2 separate regions of the Ovis aries genome follow, and region 1 is linked to region 2. A link is a contact called in public Hi-C data. All regions are on one chromosome and are shown on one strand. Each heading gives the region's core, a stretch centred on a gene start, on an enhancer-like site or on the middle of the called end of the contact. The rest is flanking DNA. Distances are from core to core; before and after follow the strand shown.

The links. Hi-C and Micro-C count contacts between places; a contact is called where the count stands out from the background.
Region 1: a Hi-C map of muscle shows a contact between it and region 2, with 2.0 times the contacts expected there. The contact joins two enhancer-like sites. A contact is called at or near these places in 3 of 16 Hi-C or Micro-C datasets (blood, liver and muscle).

What each region holds. Positions count from the first base shown.
Region 1 is chr8:26,002,654-26,006,980 of ARS-UI_Ramb_v3.0, forward strand. All of the region lies in intron 3 of FYN (FYN proto-oncogene, Src family tyrosine kinase), which reads left to right. Among named protein-coding and RNA genes, the nearest start is that of FYN, 120 kb to the left of the region's middle. Within about 2 kb of position 2,293, at least 5 of the 54 cell types and tissues checked have an H3K27ac peak or open chromatin away from gene starts, as enhancers often do.
Region 2 is chr8:25,759,433-25,763,938 of ARS-UI_Ramb_v3.0, forward strand. No RefSeq gene overlaps it. Among named protein-coding and RNA genes, the nearest start is that of CCN6, 62 kb to the left of the region's middle. Within about 2 kb of position 1,924, at least 13 of the 54 cell types and tissues checked have an H3K27ac peak or open chromatin away from gene starts, as enhancers often do.

The DNA.
Region 1 (4,327 bases), core at 1,043-3,542, 240 kb after region 2:
ACTTTATTAATTTTATCCTTTGTTATTCCCTTTGTCTAGTTTCCTTGGATTTACGCTTACTGACTTTCTTACTTCTGGAGCTGGATACTCATTAATTATCTATCTTTTTTCTTTTTTAGGATAAGATTTAAGTATTTTCCTCTAAATACAACTTTATTAGAATCTGACAAGTTTTATTATAGAATATTTTCATCATCACTCAGTTCTAAGAATGTTATAATTACCATAGTTGTTTATTCTTTGATTCATGAATTATCAGCAGTGTCATTTTAAATCTTCAAACAAATGAGAGTTTTTAGTAATCATCTTGTTTTGGCATCTAACTTTAAAAATTTTCTTGTTGTTCAGAGAATGTTGTTAGTATGATACTAGTTTCACAAAATTTTTTGAGATTTGGTTCATAGTCTAGTATGTGATCAATTTTTTTGAAAAATTCCATGAAATGTTTTTTAAAAATGCATATTCTCTGATGGGACTGGGGGAGATAGAGTTCTAAATATACCCATTAGATTATGCCTCTTAATTGTATAGTTCAAAATTTTTATATACTTAATCAATCACTAAGAGAAGTATTGTTAAAAATCTCTCACTGTGTTTATAACGTTGTCCTTTTGATTCTGATGATTTGCTCTGTACATGGTTATATCCATTTACCGGAAAGAGTATTAAAGAGCTCTTCACTGGCGTTGTCCTCTTTGTCTCAGAACACAGATTCCTTCCTTAAGCGTCTAGGTTAATCCAACTTCTCAGAAGCCTTGCCCCCAAGGCATTCACCTTCTGATTACTTTCTTAGCCTCAACACTGGGATATTTCAAGGGGATCATAAAACCATAGAGCTGCTATGCTTGAAGGAGACTCAAAGTTCATCTAGTTCAACCAATATCTTTATCCAAATTCTTCTAGAAATCTCTAGTGTCAAAATACCTTCTACCAACTTTGGGAAGTTCTCATTATTAAAATGAGTCATAAGAAAATATCCCTTCTTATAACCACAAATCAGGTTTTTAAAGACTGCTTAAAATGTCTTCTTCTCTAAGCAAAGCAATTTTCATTTTTTTTATTAGTTTTTCCCCATACAATTCCCCATCCATCCAATATCTTAGTTACTGTTTTATGGACAAGTTCTGGATTCTATGTAGTCATGGCTTGAGAGATTTCAGATTTCACATACATATATACATGGGTGTTTGTGTACATGTGTTTTTAAGGAATATTTTATTGGATAATTTTTAAGGAAGCCCCTCAAGAAAACATCTTACATGGAGGTCAAAACCCACTGACCACAGTATGTAATGATTTCTCTCTCCCTCCCTCCCTCCCTCCCTTCCTCTCTCTCTCTCTCTCTCCCCCTCTCCCTCTCTCTCTCTTTCTCTCTCTCTCCCCCTCTCTCTCTCTCTCTCTCTCTCTCTCTCTCTCTCTCTCTCTCTCTCTCTCTCTCTCTCTCTCTCGGGAGGCCATTGTGATGAGATACCATGGCCCTTGCGTATTGTTCTAGGCATGTGCTTAATGCAAGAGTGTGTGCTTAGAATCAAGGCCCATGTGGTCCTTTTCTGAAGGCCGCTCTGCGTAAGGAAGGAGAATAACACACAGGAGCAAATTTCCTGTTTAAAAAAAAATCCAACTTTGTTTAGAAATTAGCCAGCATGATTTCTGTGTTTCTAATGGAGAACCCTTCTTCTCCCTTTCTAAGGGAGAAGGAAATGGCAACCCAATCCAGTATTCTTGCCTGGGGAACCCCCATGGACAGAGGAGCTTGGTGGGCTACAGTCCATAGGGTCATGAAAGCGTCAGACACGACTGAGGGACTAAACAGCAGCAATGAAGAACAGGGGGAGACTTGCCCTTCATTTGCTGACATAAAGTAAGTGTTGGTTTGGAAGTCCAAGTCCACAGTTTATACACTGAGGGAAGGTAGTAAAAGGTGTCAGAAAATCTCCTCCCCATGGGAACAGTACCCTATTGTGCTTGCAAAAGTTGGCTGTAAGTCATGAGCACTCCACCCGCTTGCCCTCAGCATCCTCTCCAACCACCAAGAAAGCACAGTCCCCTTGGGACCCAGGACTGTTCAGGAGGTTGAAGAGTCCCACCTTCAGACAGACAGTGCAGGTAGTATCTTAACCTTTCTTAGCAATGTATTTAAGAAGGAATACTGAGACAATGTTGCCCTTTTAACTTGGTCTCTTGTGGCACCGAGTATTTCATTATGATTGCAGTTTAAATACTCCAAGTTCAGACTAGCTCAGAATGGGTAACAGCAGCCTCCTGTGGTTTAGCACCCCTTAATTGTGGTCTGTTAACCTCCTTAGCTCAGCCTCACTAAGGGAGGACCTCCACGGTAACCAGCAAAACCTCTCTCCTTGGTTAAGTCAAGCTAAGTTTGTGAAGCAACATTACCCAACATACTTATATCAAAAGCACCCACATTTCTAAATATTCTTGGAACCTCAACTTAAGTGCTACCAGATTTCATGCTATTTTTCAGTAAATACCTCATTAGGTCACACTGGCTTTTAAGCAGGCATATCAAACAATTGACTCAAATTGAAATTATTTTCAGCACACACCACCCCCTCAGTCTTTTTCACACATGCTGCTGCTAAACCATACCCCTCATCCTGCCCTATGCAACATTTTTTTCCTTCACTAATTTTTATCATCTCAGTTCTGGCCTATTAGTTACTCTAACCCATCAAGATATTTTTGTGTCTTGAGCTTATCACCTGCAACATTTCTATCCCTCCCAAAGTTCACTTCATCTGAGCATTTTGTCAAGCAGATTTTCCCTATCTTCATCTAAGATGTTGGCAAGGTTAAAGATCTCAGGCCCTGTGTTATATCCCTGAGGTCATCTTCTAGGTAGATGACCAATGATCAATGCCATTAGCTGTCCTGATAGCCAGCCCACATTTTTCTACCTTGTTCCTCAAGGATTATGAAAGGTCTTTTGGATGTTAGATTACTGAGATTCATAAAGAACCACATTTCTCTGATTCCTGTCAAAACAGAAAGAGGGCTGACTATGCGTCCTCTGAAATCATCCTTTATGAAGGGTCAGATCAGACCAAATGCTGAAACACTGTAGTAGGAATACCTAATTGGCTTTTGTTGTTTTTTACATCTAGCATTCCTAGACACTTTTTCCATAGAACCAGTGTTTTCATAAGATCAATCGAGGTTGAGATTTCAAATATGGAAATGGGATTGAATTTCACCCAAAGCTATTTTTGCTGGCATTCAGGTTAACAATATCGCTCACTTATGCTTAACTGTAAAATACTGGAATGTGTCAACTAGAATGTTAAAAATGAACTATACTTCCCAGTCCCATTCTACCAGTTATCAGCTCTGTCTATCGCTCCATCCTTCCCTCGCCCCCAGCTTCCTAAATCAAGATTCATTCATTAACATGGCCTATACCACTAAAACCTCTTCCTAGCTGTGCGTCCCTCATCCAGGAGCTCCCTGGACTGGGCCACCCTGCAGAGAGCTATCAGACCAAGTCACGCTAGCTCAGAGCTCTTCAGGGCTTCTTTCACGCTCCAGATTGAGTGCGTCCCTCTCCCTTGGCTGGCGATCTGCACTTGGCAGCAACCTCCCCATACCTCAGACCCTGCGCCACCTAGTGGATCCATCACTCTTCCCTAATAAATGTCTTTCATGCCCCTCTGACTCCTTGATGCCCATCTTTGCTCTAAAAGTCCCAGAGGCCAGGAATGTCCCAATCCATTTCTATATTTATAAATCTTGATTCTTTCTCAAGTGATAATTTAAATGCTTTTCTCAATAAAGCCTTGACTGATTCCTCCACTGAAAGTAATTTTTTTTTTCTCTGCTTCCCTGGTGGCTCAAATGGTAAAGAATCTGCCTGCAATGTTGGAGACCCGAGTTCAATCCCTGGGTCAGGAAGAGCCCCTGGAGAAGGGAATGGCAACCCACTCCAGTATCCGTGCCTGGAGAATTCCATGGACAGAGGAGCCTGGCAGGCTACAGTCCACAGGATCACAAAGAGTTAGACACAACTGAGCGACTAACACACATACACAAGCTCCTGTGAGCACTGTGTAACTTCCAAGTGACATTATCTTGCATAGAATTGTTTGTGTACTTGTTTTATGAAAAGCTGCTCCAGTGCTGAGACAATAGCTTATTTGCCTTTTCAGTTCAGTGAGGTCCAGGCACCTAGTAGATAGTCAGGACATACTTGTTGGATGGATGGATGGTGTTGAGACTCTGGAAAGGATAAATAACTTGCCAAGATCACAGAGTTTTGCTAATAAAATTAATAACAGTTCCCAAATTCAATAATAAGATATTCAGCCAACACTAT
Region 2 (4,506 bases), core at 674-3,173:
CAAGTCCTTTACCCATTTTTGAATGACTTTAGAGGCAGTATGTTTCTGCTTCAGCTTGGCCACTTCCTACCTATGTGACCCTGAACTGGTTACATAATTTCTCTGTGCCTCGATTCTTCCACCTGTAAGGTAGAGAAAAGATCATTTACCCCATCAGTTCAGTTCAGTTCAGTCGCTCAGTCATGTCAGACTCTTTGTGACCCCATGAATCACAGCATGCCAGGCCTCCCTGTCCATCACCAACTCCCAGAGTTCACCCAAACTCATGTGCATCAAGTCGATGATGCCATCCAGCCATCTCATCCTCTGTCATCCCCTTCTCCTCCTGCCCTCAATCCCTTCCAGCATCAGGGTCTTTTCCAATGAGTCAACTCTTCGCATGAGATGGCCAAAGTATTGGAGTTTCAGCCTCAGCATCAGCTTTTCCAGTGAACACCCAGGACTGGTCTCCTTTAGGATGGACTGGTTGGATCTAATTGCAGTCCAAGGGACTCTCAAGAGTCTTCTCCACACCACAGTTCAAAAGCATCAATTCTTCGGTGCTCAGCTTTCTTCACAGTCCAACTCTCACATCCATACATGACCACTGGAAAACCATAGTCTTGACTAGATGGACCTTTGTTGACAAAGTAATGTCTCTGCTTTTTAATATGCTGTCTAGGTTGGCCATAACTTTCCTTCCAAAGAGTAAGCGTCTTAATTTCATGGTTGCAATCACCATCTGTAGTGATTTTAGAGCCCCCCAAAATAAAGTCTGACACGGTTTCCACTGTTTCCCCATCTATTTCCCCATAGCATTGAGCAATTTGTATCCATTACGCATTATGAACAGTGCTGTAGCTGGCACGCAGTCAGATTAGTCTTAGGAAGATATGAGGTGTCCAGGAGAGGAGAGAGACCCAAGGAGTGGGGAGCAGTCAGGAGACAGTGTCCTGCCACCAAGGTTGGTGGGAATAGCCTCAGTCATCTCATAGTCCAGCCTCTTTATGTAACAGGAGAGGAAAGAGACAAAAATGAAGCCCAAGAGTCCAGTGGCAAGAGAGGCTCTCAAAGCCTCCTCTCTAGAGTCCAAATCCTGGACTCTTCCCTTCTCTGCCTTTGTTTCATCCTACAGCATTTGTTAATGTCCTTGTGGGAAATGACTCAAACACCTTCAAAATCACCTGGACCTCCTCTTACTGGTATCACAAGCTGGAATCCATGGGCCTACAAAAGCTGTCAGTTTTGAGGCTGAAAGGGGAGCTGATATGAACAAGAGGTAGTGTCCAGAATTCCTCTTTGGAGAAAAGGACCCCTGGGCTCTCTCAGTGTTCAGGGTGCTCCAGTTTTCAGATGGCATCACAGCCTAGATCACCTGTGCCCAACCTTCCGCCTTACCTCCTGCATGTGTGGGAAGCCAGGTAGAGTAGAGACCAGGGGCCATGGGACCCCCACCCACCCACTCCACCCAGGGTCCAAGGGTGCAGGCAGCCTCACTCTTGTCAAATGGTGGTCTCACTGAACGGAAGACCTGCTTGACCTTGTGTAGCTCTGATTACTCTATGCCTACCTGCAAGGATGAAGATGCTGCCTCCCCACCCCCATGGTGCAGGTGACAGAAACTGTTGGATAAATGACCAGAAAATGAGCTGAGGTCACATGGTCTGCTGAAGGTTTTTACAGCACCTCAGACACAGAACTCCTCGCATTACTCCTTGTGCGTCAGTATAGGCTCATCTCACAGAGCCTGAAGCTGAAGTTCATTTCCGATTTCCTAAACTGTCCCGCCTCCAGCAGCAGAATCTGTTCATTTCAGCTTTAGGTACACCCAGCCGCCCCGCGTCTCTGTCTTAGATCCCGCCAATGTGCTTTCTCCCACCCGCTGCCCTAAACGACACAGCACCATGCGCTTCATCTCTGATGAAGCCACACGCCCCTCTGCGCGGTCTGTGTTCCAATGACTCACATCAAATTTCCTGTTTGGCTTCCTCTATAGACACACGGCTCCTGGTGTTTTCACTCTTCTTCTTGTGGTACATCCGGCCTAAAAACACTTATCGCACTTGTCAGTTTAGCAGCTGTACGTCTCTGCCCACACCACCCCAGGCAGAAGAAGATAGTTTCACATTTTAAACTGTTTTGATTATTTCTTCTTTCTTATATGTTTTCCTCTCTTCTTCTAGGATTAGTAATAGTGGCTTTTTACAACCCCAGGGTCCTAAATGCATCTGTAATAGACGGTCCAACAGGCAAGAAGCATGAACTGGCACCATCATAAGGCCGCCACCAGACAGGAGGATGAGGCCAAGGGAACCCAAGGGGCCCCAGGCACTACATAGCCATGGGGAGGAACACAGTACCACAAGGATAATTAACTCTGCCTGCAGAAGCCAGCCGTGGTATAAACCGGTGGTTGTCAAACTGTGTTCCCCAGAGGTTCCAAGACAGAGTTAGAAAGAGAACAGGGAGAGGTGGGCACTGGACCTTCTCCTGCTCAAACAGAGCAGCTCTGAAGTCCTAGGCTTCACACAAGCTTTTCCTTGGAAGAAGGCCATCTGTGGTCCCCAACATGCAAACCCAGCAGTGAACTTGGAAGGCTCCATCTCGGAAGGCAGGGCCTGGGTTCAACCTAGCTCTGCGGCCTTTGGCACAACATTGACCTTGAAGACTCCCTGCCATGGCTAGAATTGAAAGCTTTAGACAAGGAGATGGCCAAGGACCTTCCAGTTTGTTTGTTTTTTTTAATTGAAGGATAATTGCTTTATAGAATTTTGTTGTTTTCTGTCAAACCTCAACATGAATCAGCCATAAATATGCATATATTCCCTCCCTTTTGAACCTCTCTCCTATCTCCCACCCCATCCCACCCTTCTAGATTGATACAGAGCCCCTGTTTGAGTTTCCTAAGCCATACAGCAAATTCTCATTGGCTATCTATTTTACATATGGTAATATAAGTTTCCATGTTACTCTTTCCTTACATCTCACCCTCTCCTCCCCTCTCCCATGTTCATAAGTTTGATAATCTCCTCTCGAATGGTATTTGTAACCTTAAGGTGGCCACGTCAGTTTCAAGTCAGAAGGACTTGCAACTGAATTCCAGCTCTGTCCTTGGCAGCTGTTACCTGAGGCAAGACCTTCCCCTTGCCTGAATTTCAGGTCACCCTCCCCCGTGACCATGAAGTCAATGACTTTGCAGGTTATGGTGAGGATTAAAAGTAATACCTGGGGACTTCCCTGGTGGTCCAGTGGCTGACTCCACACTTCCAATGCAGGGGGCCCAGGTTTGATCCCTGACCAAGGAACCAGGTTCCACATGCCACAAACTAAGAATTCGTGTGCCACAGCTAAAAGATCATGAATGCCACAACTGAGATCCAGCACAGACAAATTAACTAATTAATTATTAACTTTAAAAATAACATCTAGAACTTTTCTTGGCTCAAAGTAGTTGTTTAGTAAAAGGTAGCTATGACCTACCATGATTGTTACACATTTCTATTAACTTCTTAGTGTTCAGAATTTGCCCTCTTTGTATCTGAATAGGGCTTCCCTGGTAGCTCAGCTGCTTAAGAATCTGCCTGCAATGCAGGAGACCCTGGTGTGATTCCTGGGTCGGGAAGATCTGCTGGAGAAGGGATAGGCTACCCACTCCAGTATTCTTGGGCTTCCCTGGTGGCTCAGCTGGTAAAGAATCTGCCTGTAATGCGGAAGACCTGGGTTTGATCCCTGGGTTGGGAAGATCCCCTGGAGAAGGGAAAGGCTACCCACTCCAGTATTCTGGCTTAGAGAATTCCATGGACTTTATAGTCTATGGGGTCGCAAAGAGTCAGACATGACTGAGTGACTTTCACCCACTTACTCATTATCTGAATGAAAGTTCACCAAGATGTTAATACAAGGATTTTCATAGCAGCAAAATTTATAATACCAAAAAAAAAAAAAAATGTAAGAGGTTGGGGTAGGGGGATAAACAGAATGTGTCCAGCAATCAGGAAATGAATAAATAAATCATGAATTAGGCCTTTCCATATATCTGTATTTTGTGACCATGGATAGGTTTGGTCATTGATTTATTTTACCAAAAGAGAGATTATAGCCTATCTTTTTATTTCTCTCTTCATACTTCTCTATATTAAAGGTGAGTTCAATAAATGTTATTTAATGTAAAAATTTTCTGTCCTTTATATGTATTTGGTAAGTAAAGAAATTGTTAACATACGAAGGTGATGGTGCAGTGGTGGCAGATCAGTTTCAGAGGGTGGAGGAATCCTGGCATGTCTTTCAGGCCAGCTGTCAACAAGGATCAGGCCCTTCAGATGGATTTGCTCTGGCTCATCTCTTTTCTGGACCACATCTGCTACACCTGATGAGTGCCTTGCTGCTTCCTGGGATCCTCTCCAAGTGAAATAACCCTCCGACCCTTGTTTTTATTTTACTCCATTTTATAGCAGAGGAACTAGGAGAAAGAGGAGTTTACAGTTCTTACCAGGTCTCAAAACATTTAACCGAAAGCTCAGCTACATA